Regions from separate parts of the Zea mays genome. Here region 2 is linked to region 1. A link is a contact called in public Hi-C data. All regions are on one chromosome and are shown on one strand. Each heading gives the region's core, a stretch centred on a gene start, on an enhancer-like site or on the middle of the called end of the contact. The rest is flanking DNA. Distances are from core to core; before and after follow the strand shown. Region 1 holds the start of LOC100192752 (titan9). Region 2 holds the start of LOC732753 (cystatin 4).

Region 1 (4,652 bases), core at 1,039-3,538:
TAGAGGTACCATTTCAATGGCCTCCCAACTATTACTCGAAAAAATTATGAATGCATAATTGGCCAGTTGTTTGACTATATTGCAAACAATACAAAACAGTTTGGTTTTGGTAAATGTTCGCAGAATAAAATATTCTTGATTTATCATATGCAGATATGCTAATAAGCTACAACCAGCAATCAAGTACAGCAAAGCAGTAAATTTGATATTCATCAAACTTAGATGTCCATTGGTGTACACAAAGCAATAAGGTTGTCCTCTCTGACCTGAACTTTTTGAAACACAAATCACTGTGGCAATTTTATAGACAGTACTCGAATTAGTATAAGTATATACTTGCTCTAAATCACAATTCTAGCCAGTATCCCCTGTTTGAAGTATTTGTCCAACAAGGAAAGCAAGGGCACAGTTATTGAAATATTTCCTTGTTTAATTGTTCTGCAATGATGTTGAAGACATCAAGGCATTGTTTGGATCTCTAGTTTTGTAAAAAAAAGGATCCCAATAAACCTGTTTGTCCATTTCTCTGATTTTTTGATGTAACTAACTTGAGGGTGAGCAACAGTAGTTTTCTCTAAACTCCAGTTTTTCCGTTTAGTGTGTTTCAGATGTCATCATTCTCAACAACCTGGCAACTTCACTGAACACTGACAGGTACAACAGCTTCAGCCAAAAAGTCACAGGGGCTAGAGCTTGTCACCAGCAAAGAAACAACCACGCTGGATGCTTTGCCAGAAGGTGATGATTAAGAGCACGATGATGACGACAACAGCCAGGACAGCAAACAGCTTGGTGCTATGGTACTCATACGCATTGATGAGAGGGAGATGATGCTGTGTGAGCGTGATGGGCGATGGCCAGGAAGGGGAGATACTCAGGATGTTGCCGTCCACTTGGATGCTCATCAAATATGCTGGAGAAACGGATGACTGAGACGGAGAGGAAGTTCAGCGGGCTTCATGTGCTCAGCAAGATGCCGGAGAAAGTTCAGCAAGATGACAATGGTTATTGCTTAGCCAGGGTGCTATGGTCATTTGTGCTCTGGCGGGTCATTGGTGCTGCTGCTGGATACCCTATCCATTTCCTGAGATTAGGAATGAAGAGGCATCCATGGATGTGAGCTACAGAAAGGAAGCAGTAAGATGATTGATTCAGGGGCTCCCGTGCTGTACAATGAAGAGTAGAAGGAACAACTATGCAAGGGTGAAGTAATGGGCAATGGAGAGATTACCAAACCTCAGTTTAGTTTCCTACATATTAATCCAAATAACATGTTATGTTATGTTATGTAAACCTAGATTAATGGTCTAGCAACTTAAAACTAGTTTTTCCTTAAATTTCTGATAAAAACATGTTCTTACCAAACTGATCTTTATTTTATAGATCTAAACAACCACTAGATGATTGTAGCATGCCATTTAACAGGGATTTTATAGCCATTACTCAGTAACATTCTTAAGAGTTAGTGACACATTGTCCTTTGTGGTGGTCATAAACATAAATGTGCCATAGAATTAAGGTGAAGGATTAACCCAACTCATGTCTACTTTTCATGGCAAGTTAGACCGAAATTTGAATAAACATGATCACGGATAATAAGATTCAGACCAAAGAAAACTACTTTTCATGACTAGACAGAAGGTAACTTTGAGATTTGATAAATAATCTTACTACGAATATCTTCAAGGAATTCCTGACGGGCCTTCTCGAGCTCATCCTGCTTCTCCACCCTGGAATCATCAAATTAGCCCAAAAAAGGGATATAATCAACTATATAGGCACCAATTCCACACCACCCCCCCCCCCCAAAAAAAACGAAACCCTAACCCACGGAGAAGCATAAGAATTCTCATCTTACAGCTTCTCGTTGAGTTCCGCATTGTCTTTCCTGAGTTCGCTGACCCAATCTTTCATGGCTGCGTCATCAAAATAAAAGGAAAAAATCAAAGCAGGGGAAAAGAACAAGCGCTTCGCCCAAAACCCTACTTCCCAATCCCATAGCCCAGCCCGGAGATAGGTTCGGCCGGTTATACCATCGTAAAGCTCATTGAGTTCCGCCTCCCGCTTCCGCTCCAGCCCCTCGTCCAGTAGCTTCCGCTTCTACGGCACGGCAATAGATTAAGCGGAAATCAATAATTGCAGTGTCAACCCACCGCGCGCGGCCATAGAAACGGGATGGGGAAGAAGCGGACGTGCCCGCAGTACCTTCAGAGCAGTGTACTTCTCGTGGAACTTGTAGTCGAGCTGCTCCATCGGCGTCAGGGACGGATCCAGAAGCTTCTAGACGCGTGTCCGAGCGGGAGCGGCGACTTTGGCTGGAGAGCGGGAAGGAACCAAGGGAGGACAGTTTTTGGGGGTAAGTTTTTTGAACTCACACGGTGCGGTCGTGCGGAAAGAGAGAACGAGACAACAGATGGAAGACCTTTTTTCGATTGTGATACTCTCGTCACGCGGGTTCGTTGGCTTCGTATCTAACATCTGTTTGGATGTAGATATTAGTGTATAGAATTATGAATTAAAATTAATTTTATTGAATTCTGTTATTTGGTTGTATATATAATTAAGATTTGGAATCAGAGAGCTAATTCCACAGTATTGGATTCTAACTAAAAACTCTTTCTCCAATTCAGAGTATCACCTCTCTGTATTATGTGAAATTAGACAACCCAATTCCAAACTCCAATAATGTCCAAACAATAGAATTATAATTACATCTTATTTTAATATCATGACTAATTTGATATTAAAACCAATTTAATTTCATGTCCTCCAATATTAACATCCAAATAGAGTATAATACCCAGCACACGTCGTCGATTTAGTATTGTCGTTTGAGCCACTCATCACTCTATCGTGGACGGTTAAGTCTAGTGGAGGCTTAGGATATGTATAGTGATGTTTAATGTGAGAGCTTTTGTGGTGTTTTAAGGGAGTATTTGTAAAAAAATTATAATCTGAAAGGAAAATAGGGTTAACCTTTTCTTATAAATAATTTTGGTGGTTGATTGTCTAACACAAATAATTGGACTAACTAGTTTGCTCTAGATTATATGTTCTACAGGTGCATAAAGGTTCAACATAAACCAATAGAAGATAAAAGATAGGGTTCAAATTCAAAAGAGCAAGAAACTTGAGAGTGCCCTGGTCTGGCGCACCGGACAGTGTCTGGTGCACCAGGGCCATACAAACTCCAACTCGCTACTCTCGGATTTCTCCAGCGCCACTCCGCTATAATTCACCGGACTGTCCGGTGTGCCACCGGACTATCCGGTGCACCAGCGGAGCAACGACTCTTCGGCGCAACGGTCGACTGCATAGTACCCCTGACAGCGCTACAGTTCGCGGCAGAAGTCAGAGCAGAGGTCAGAGGCGCATCTGGGCAGTGAACAGTGCCTGTCTGGTGCCACCAGAAGTCAGCGCTCCAACGGTCGACTGTATCAGAACCCTAACGGTTGGGTGACGTGGCTGGCACACCGGACAGTGTCCGGCGGCGCACCGGACAGGTGCGCCCATCGACAGTAGCCTGCCCCAACGGTTGTTTTGGTGAATGAGGGCTATAAATACCCCTCAACCACCACCACTCCAACCATCCAAGCATTCAACGCTCTTCATTCAATACAAGAGCAAAGTGTAACACTCCAAAACACAAAATCAAAGCCACTGATCCAATCAAAGTCCTCAATTCAACTCTAGTGTTTTAGGACTTGTGAGAGGATCGTTCTTGTGTTTCTTTGTTGCTCTTGTTGCTTGGTTGGCTTTCTTCTTTCTCTCATTCATATTCTCAAAGCCTTGTAAGCGAAGCAAGAGACACCAATTATGTGGTGGTCCTTGCAGGGTCTAAGTGACCCGAGAAAATCAAGGAAGAAAGCTCACTCGGTCTAAGTGACCGTTTGAGAGAGGGAAAGGGTTGAAAGAGACCCGGTCTTTGTGACCACCTCAACGGGGACTAGGTTCTTTAGAACCGAATCTCGATAAAACAAATCACCGTGTCATTCGCTTGATTTGCTCTTGTTTTGTTTTCCCCTCTCTCCTGGACTCGGATTTAATTCTAACGCTAATTCCGGCTTGTAGTTTGTGTTTTAAATTGTAAATTTCAGAATACGCCTATTCACCCCCCCTCTAGGCGACTTTCATAACCGACTTTTGGTGAGCACCCATCTTTGTCTCGTGCTCCAAGTTACAATAGCCACCCCACTTCCACCTTTATGAATCGGTCGTCTCTTGCATTATCCTCTGCTCAAGGCCACCATCACTTGCTCAAAGTTGCATCGTTTTTTGCCCTTCACTTGCTTCAATTGGTACACGACTTCAGTTTGAACATGTAGGACGTCAGTTGCTGGCGTGTGCATGTGAGTGACCGTAGCGACCGTCTTTTTTGTATTTTTAGTTTTTTGGTTTTATTTTCACAAATACGCTCTTTCTAGTTTCATTTTAAAAAAATGGACCCTTAGCTCGGCGTCATCACTATTGGCGTCGAGCTACAACGTGTCGGCGCCAACTATTTTAGCGTTCATATGTAAGAATCGACGCCAACATGTACCTGATGTGGAAGCACCTCGGTGCCATGACCCTTGTCGCCAGGTAAGCGCCAAGATTTATGGCCCCTACCTCAGCGCCATGAATGTTGGCGCCGAGGTGTTGTGCATAGATCG
Region 2 (4,329 bases), core at 1,585-4,084, 150 kb after region 1:
AAAGAAAGAGAGTCGGATTCGGGTCTCATTGGCCATGGGATCGCAGAGCCGAACTGGTGGGTAAAGTGTACACCTCTGCGCAGAGTTTGAAAACCTATTCGAATAGTCTGTGTCCACAGGAATGGACGAGTCTGGTATGGTATGACAATTAATGTTTTGTTTTCCAAAAAAAGAGATGCTTTTGAAAAGTGGTTTTTAAAAAAAGGTTCGGCGGTTGAGCCGTGAGCTATGGTGGACGGGAAGTCCAGTAGCTATTTTTGAAAATGAAAACCAGTGGGAACTGCTGAGATACCTGGATGGTTTAGTCCAGGGGATTTTGTTATAATACTGAAAAACTTCCTGCTCCTTTTGGAGAGGATGCGCTTTGCAAAAATACAAAATGTTTTTCAAAACAACTATGCATAAAATATTGGTGTTTCTGCAAAATATCCTGAGCTCCACATATTCCATGCATTATATCTGATTTCCCCATTCCGCGGGTGAAGGTGGGCTGCTGAGTACGTTTGTACTCACCCTTGCTTATTTGTTGTTTTTCAGAAAAAAGAGATCGGGTAAGAGTTACGACTGTTCCCAACCTTGCCTGTGGCTGTTGGACCGCTGAATTGCTTCACTGCGTATATCGGGCTGCTTCAGCCCCACTCTGATGATATGTTCCGAGTTGTGGACCAACTCTTAAAGTTGTTCGCCACCTTTATAGGTTTGTCTCGTTTAAGCAGATCTGGAATCATCTGATGTATAAATGTGTTTACTAGCCTCCTGGGACTAGTAATTGTATCACATTTGAGTCCCAGAGGATTGGGACGCTTCACCATGGTGCCTCAAAACATGTTATCAACAACTTATAAAGCTTTGTTTTCGTAAGGAGTAAACTATTCGGATTTTCCCTATGCAGAATGATAGTAGTTCATTGCTCTCAACCACACGATCGTCTTATCATATCATCTCTTATAAAACGTCCCATCAAAATCACTTGATTTTAACGCAGCAGCAAAACCGCTGACAAAAATATATTTAATGAATGGTACAACAACTCTGAATACTCTAAATGATCCCCGAGGGTCTCGAACGCCCCCGAGGTCCCAAGAACCATGCCTCGAGACGTTCCCATAGTCACGGAGGGCCCTGACGTCCCAAGGGCTATAAGGTCTCGAACATTCGAAAGGTCTTAGAGGGCCTCGATGTGCTAACGAACATGAAAGATTTTATAAGTTTCAAGGGGTATAGAGCTCCAAATATATTTAATATGTATCTAATAATAATTAATATAATTAAATAAAATATAAGTCATTGCTATAATAGATAATGATGTGTGTATCGCTCAATTGAGCTTAGAGCAAGTATAATAAGGTGATATAGGGGGATTGTATGATATGTCAGATTTATAGTGACGTGGAAGAAAGAGATGTGGAGAGAAAGAAAAACAAGCTGCTCACTAGCAGGCACCTGAAAGTAGGCTGGTCACCAAGTCTAAGACAATTTCATTTTATAGAATGAAGAGATGAAACAAGTATTAAATGCATAGTTTATATAAAGGAGATATTTGATTTATATGGACTAAATTTTAGTTCCATCATTTTATTCTACTTTAGTCTTTAGATTATTAAACATAGAAACTAAAATAAATAGAGTTTTAGTTTCTATATTTGATAATTTAAATACTAAAATGAAATAAAATCGAACGACTAAAAATTAGTTATAGAAACGAAACACTCGTTGAGTAGACTTAACTAGCATAAAGCTTGCTGCGGCCTTTATTATTAAACTTGCTCTTAACTAGGTAGCGCCGGTCCCTTGGGGGAGATCTGAACACAAGCTGGACCGTCGGCTCACCGGCAGGCAGCCATGCGCATGTGTCCTGTTGTTTCGAGCATTAGCATTGATGGTGTATCTGTCCTGCCATCGCTGCGACGGCATCGGCAGTTCGGCACAGGTCAAGATTCCGGCGACCATTATTTGCGAAAAGCATGATCAAGATTTGGACAGATTTTCAGAAGAAGGGACGACGGGGGCATGCATGATTGCCCCCGCTGCTTGTGATTGGATCAACGCAAAGCGCACTCGCAGGCGACCCGCGCGATGCCTCGGTCATGGCCAACATGAGGACCTAAAAACACCTTGGAATTAGCACGAGGCGCCTTGCACTTGTTGAAAAGATACCCTCCGTCCGTCTCCGTCAGGGTGTTTTGGGCAGATCTGGAGTGGCAGTGGTAGTGGAGGACCGCTTCAATCCCGATGCGCCGTCAGTGCCCGTCGTGTACTGTACTCTCCGGTCTCGGCAGCATCGCATGCGAACCCTTTTTTTTTTCTTCTTTTTGGCAGGAGGTACCCTCGGCCAATGCGACGGATGCTGACGAATTGACGACGATGAATCTCTCTCTATCTATAAAATTCGATCGGTACATATCTACGCTCTCGATCATCGATGGGGCGCGATGGTTCATTACTGCGAAAGAAGAAGTACGGCCCAAACCACATAATTTGGGTAAAAGATTTATTAAGGCCCGCAGTGCGTTCCGGTTTTACAGCCACGGCCCACTGTTTCCCCCTCCTCCGGGCCCGCTATAGAAGTTCTTCCTTCTTCCAGTCACTCGGTCAGTCAGGATGCGGAATACTAAATGTCATTGGACCCCCCCTCTCTATTTCCTGGCTTCCGGGCCTAACCCAGGAAAGCCCAGCCCAACCCAATATTGATGCGTCTCGCTTTACCTCCCAGTTAAGCAACCGCCGTTGCCGAATGCCGCTGCACAGATTGCATCTCCGCTGGTCCACGCGTCCGCTCACGTGTCCCCGCAACCGCCCTTGATGGCTTAAAACGCTGACGGCCTGACCCCACCCGTTCCCCTCCCACGAAGCAAAGCAAAGCCAAAGCAATCTCAAGTGAATCAAACCGCCAGACTTCGCAGTCCTCCTCCCCACTACCAGAGCATGCGCGTTGCCGCGACCCGAGCCGCCGCCGCCGCTCACCCTCCGAGCGCCTTCCTGCTCCTCCTGTTACTCCTCGGTTGCGCGTCCCTCGCGATCGGAGGAGCAGCCATGGCCGGCCACGTCCTCGGCGGCGTGAAGGAGAACCCAGCCGCGGCCAACAGCGCCGAGTCCGACGGGCTCGGCCGCTTCGCCGTCGATGAGCACAACAGGCGCGAGGTCAGCGGCCTCTCCCTGGCCTTCCGTTGCTTCTCGATCGGTCTCCCTCCGGGTGCTCCGTGATTCGTTTGAATTCCTGTGCTGATCTGGGGGGGACGGTTCTGTCGATGCACATCTGTGCGCCTGGCTTCAGAACGCGCTGCTGGAGTTCGTGCGCGTGGTGGAGGCCAAGGAGCAGGTGGTGGCCGGCACGCTGCACCACCTCACGCTCGAGGCCGTCGAGGCCGGGAGGAAGAAGCTCTACGAGGCCAAGGTCTGGGTCAAGCCATGGCTCGACTTCAAGGAGCTCCAGGAATTCAGCCACAAGGGGGACGCCACCGCCTTCACCAACGCCGACCTCGGCGCCAAGCAAGGTTCGTGCTCCCGCTTATGAGATGGAGACATTGCTACCACTGTTGATGCGTCTGCATAGCGAGTACAAGGGCTGGAGCCTGGGTGGCCTGTGCAGTAGCGTGTTTGTAGAAATGCCTTAGTGCGGATTGTTTGACATGTGCAATTATTTCTTTTGGATGGAGGAAGCAAATCCTCAAGAGTAGTAAGAGGGTATGTGCTGATCTAGTTTGGAAAATGGTGAGTGTTCGTTTGAATTGTAGATCTCAATGGATTATAAGTAGACAACAGTAACCGGTGTGATCTTTATTACTTCATTATTTTGATTAATTGTGGAAAGTTGTGATGGGGGTAACCATTGCGAAACAAGAAGGGAAATGGCATTAGCATGATAGCATCCGATGTATCTTCTTAGGGTTTATTAGGTCATTAGTTGATTCGCTGAAAAATCTATTGGCACAAGTCATCCTTGCTAAATGCAGAAATGATGATAAGTTCCCTTCAAGCACATAGTGGGCCTGAAACTCTTGCTGGAGCGGGTTGAAATCATCTTTTGGAAGACCTAGTTTGCAAACATATGTGGACGCTCGTCTTAGCATTACTACTAGTTACAGCCTTACGTGATTCAGGCTGTGAGTTTTAACTGTCTGAAGCCTCAAGTGTAATAAGTTTAAGTCACATCGTTTACAAGAGTTATGGCTTGGAAGTCCTATATGTTACTTACACAAGTGCTTTGGATAACCAGGAATAATGATAGCTTAGAGGTCCAATTGATATGATCATACACAAAGTAACTTGATAGGCGACACAAGCCAGATTGGTATACTGATACACAAGGCAAGGTTCTTGGAAATGAAA

Evidence for each region. Hi-C and Micro-C count contacts between places; a contact is called where the count stands out from the background.
Region 2: a Hi-C map of ear shows a contact between it and region 1, with 1.6 times the contacts expected there. The contact joins the promoter of LOC732753 here to the promoter of LOC100192752 in region 1. A contact is called at or near these places in 2 of 25 Hi-C or Micro-C datasets (ear and tassel).

Annotation. Positions count from the first base shown.
Region 1 is chr8:3,509,265-3,513,916 of Zm-B73-REFERENCE-NAM-5.0, forward strand. It overlaps LOC100192752 (titan9), which reads right to left and starts at 2,289. Exons shown (of 8, transcript NM_001137950.1): 1 at 2,206-2,289; 2 at 2,034-2,100; 3 at 1,859-1,916; 4 at 1,672-1,730. The coding sequence starts at 2,253.
Region 2 is chr8:3,656,720-3,661,048 of Zm-B73-REFERENCE-NAM-5.0, forward strand. It overlaps LOC732753 (cystatin 4), which reads left to right and starts at 2,835. Exons shown (of 4, transcript NM_001308502.1): 1 at 2,835-3,141; 2 at 3,275-3,494. The coding sequence starts at 2,926.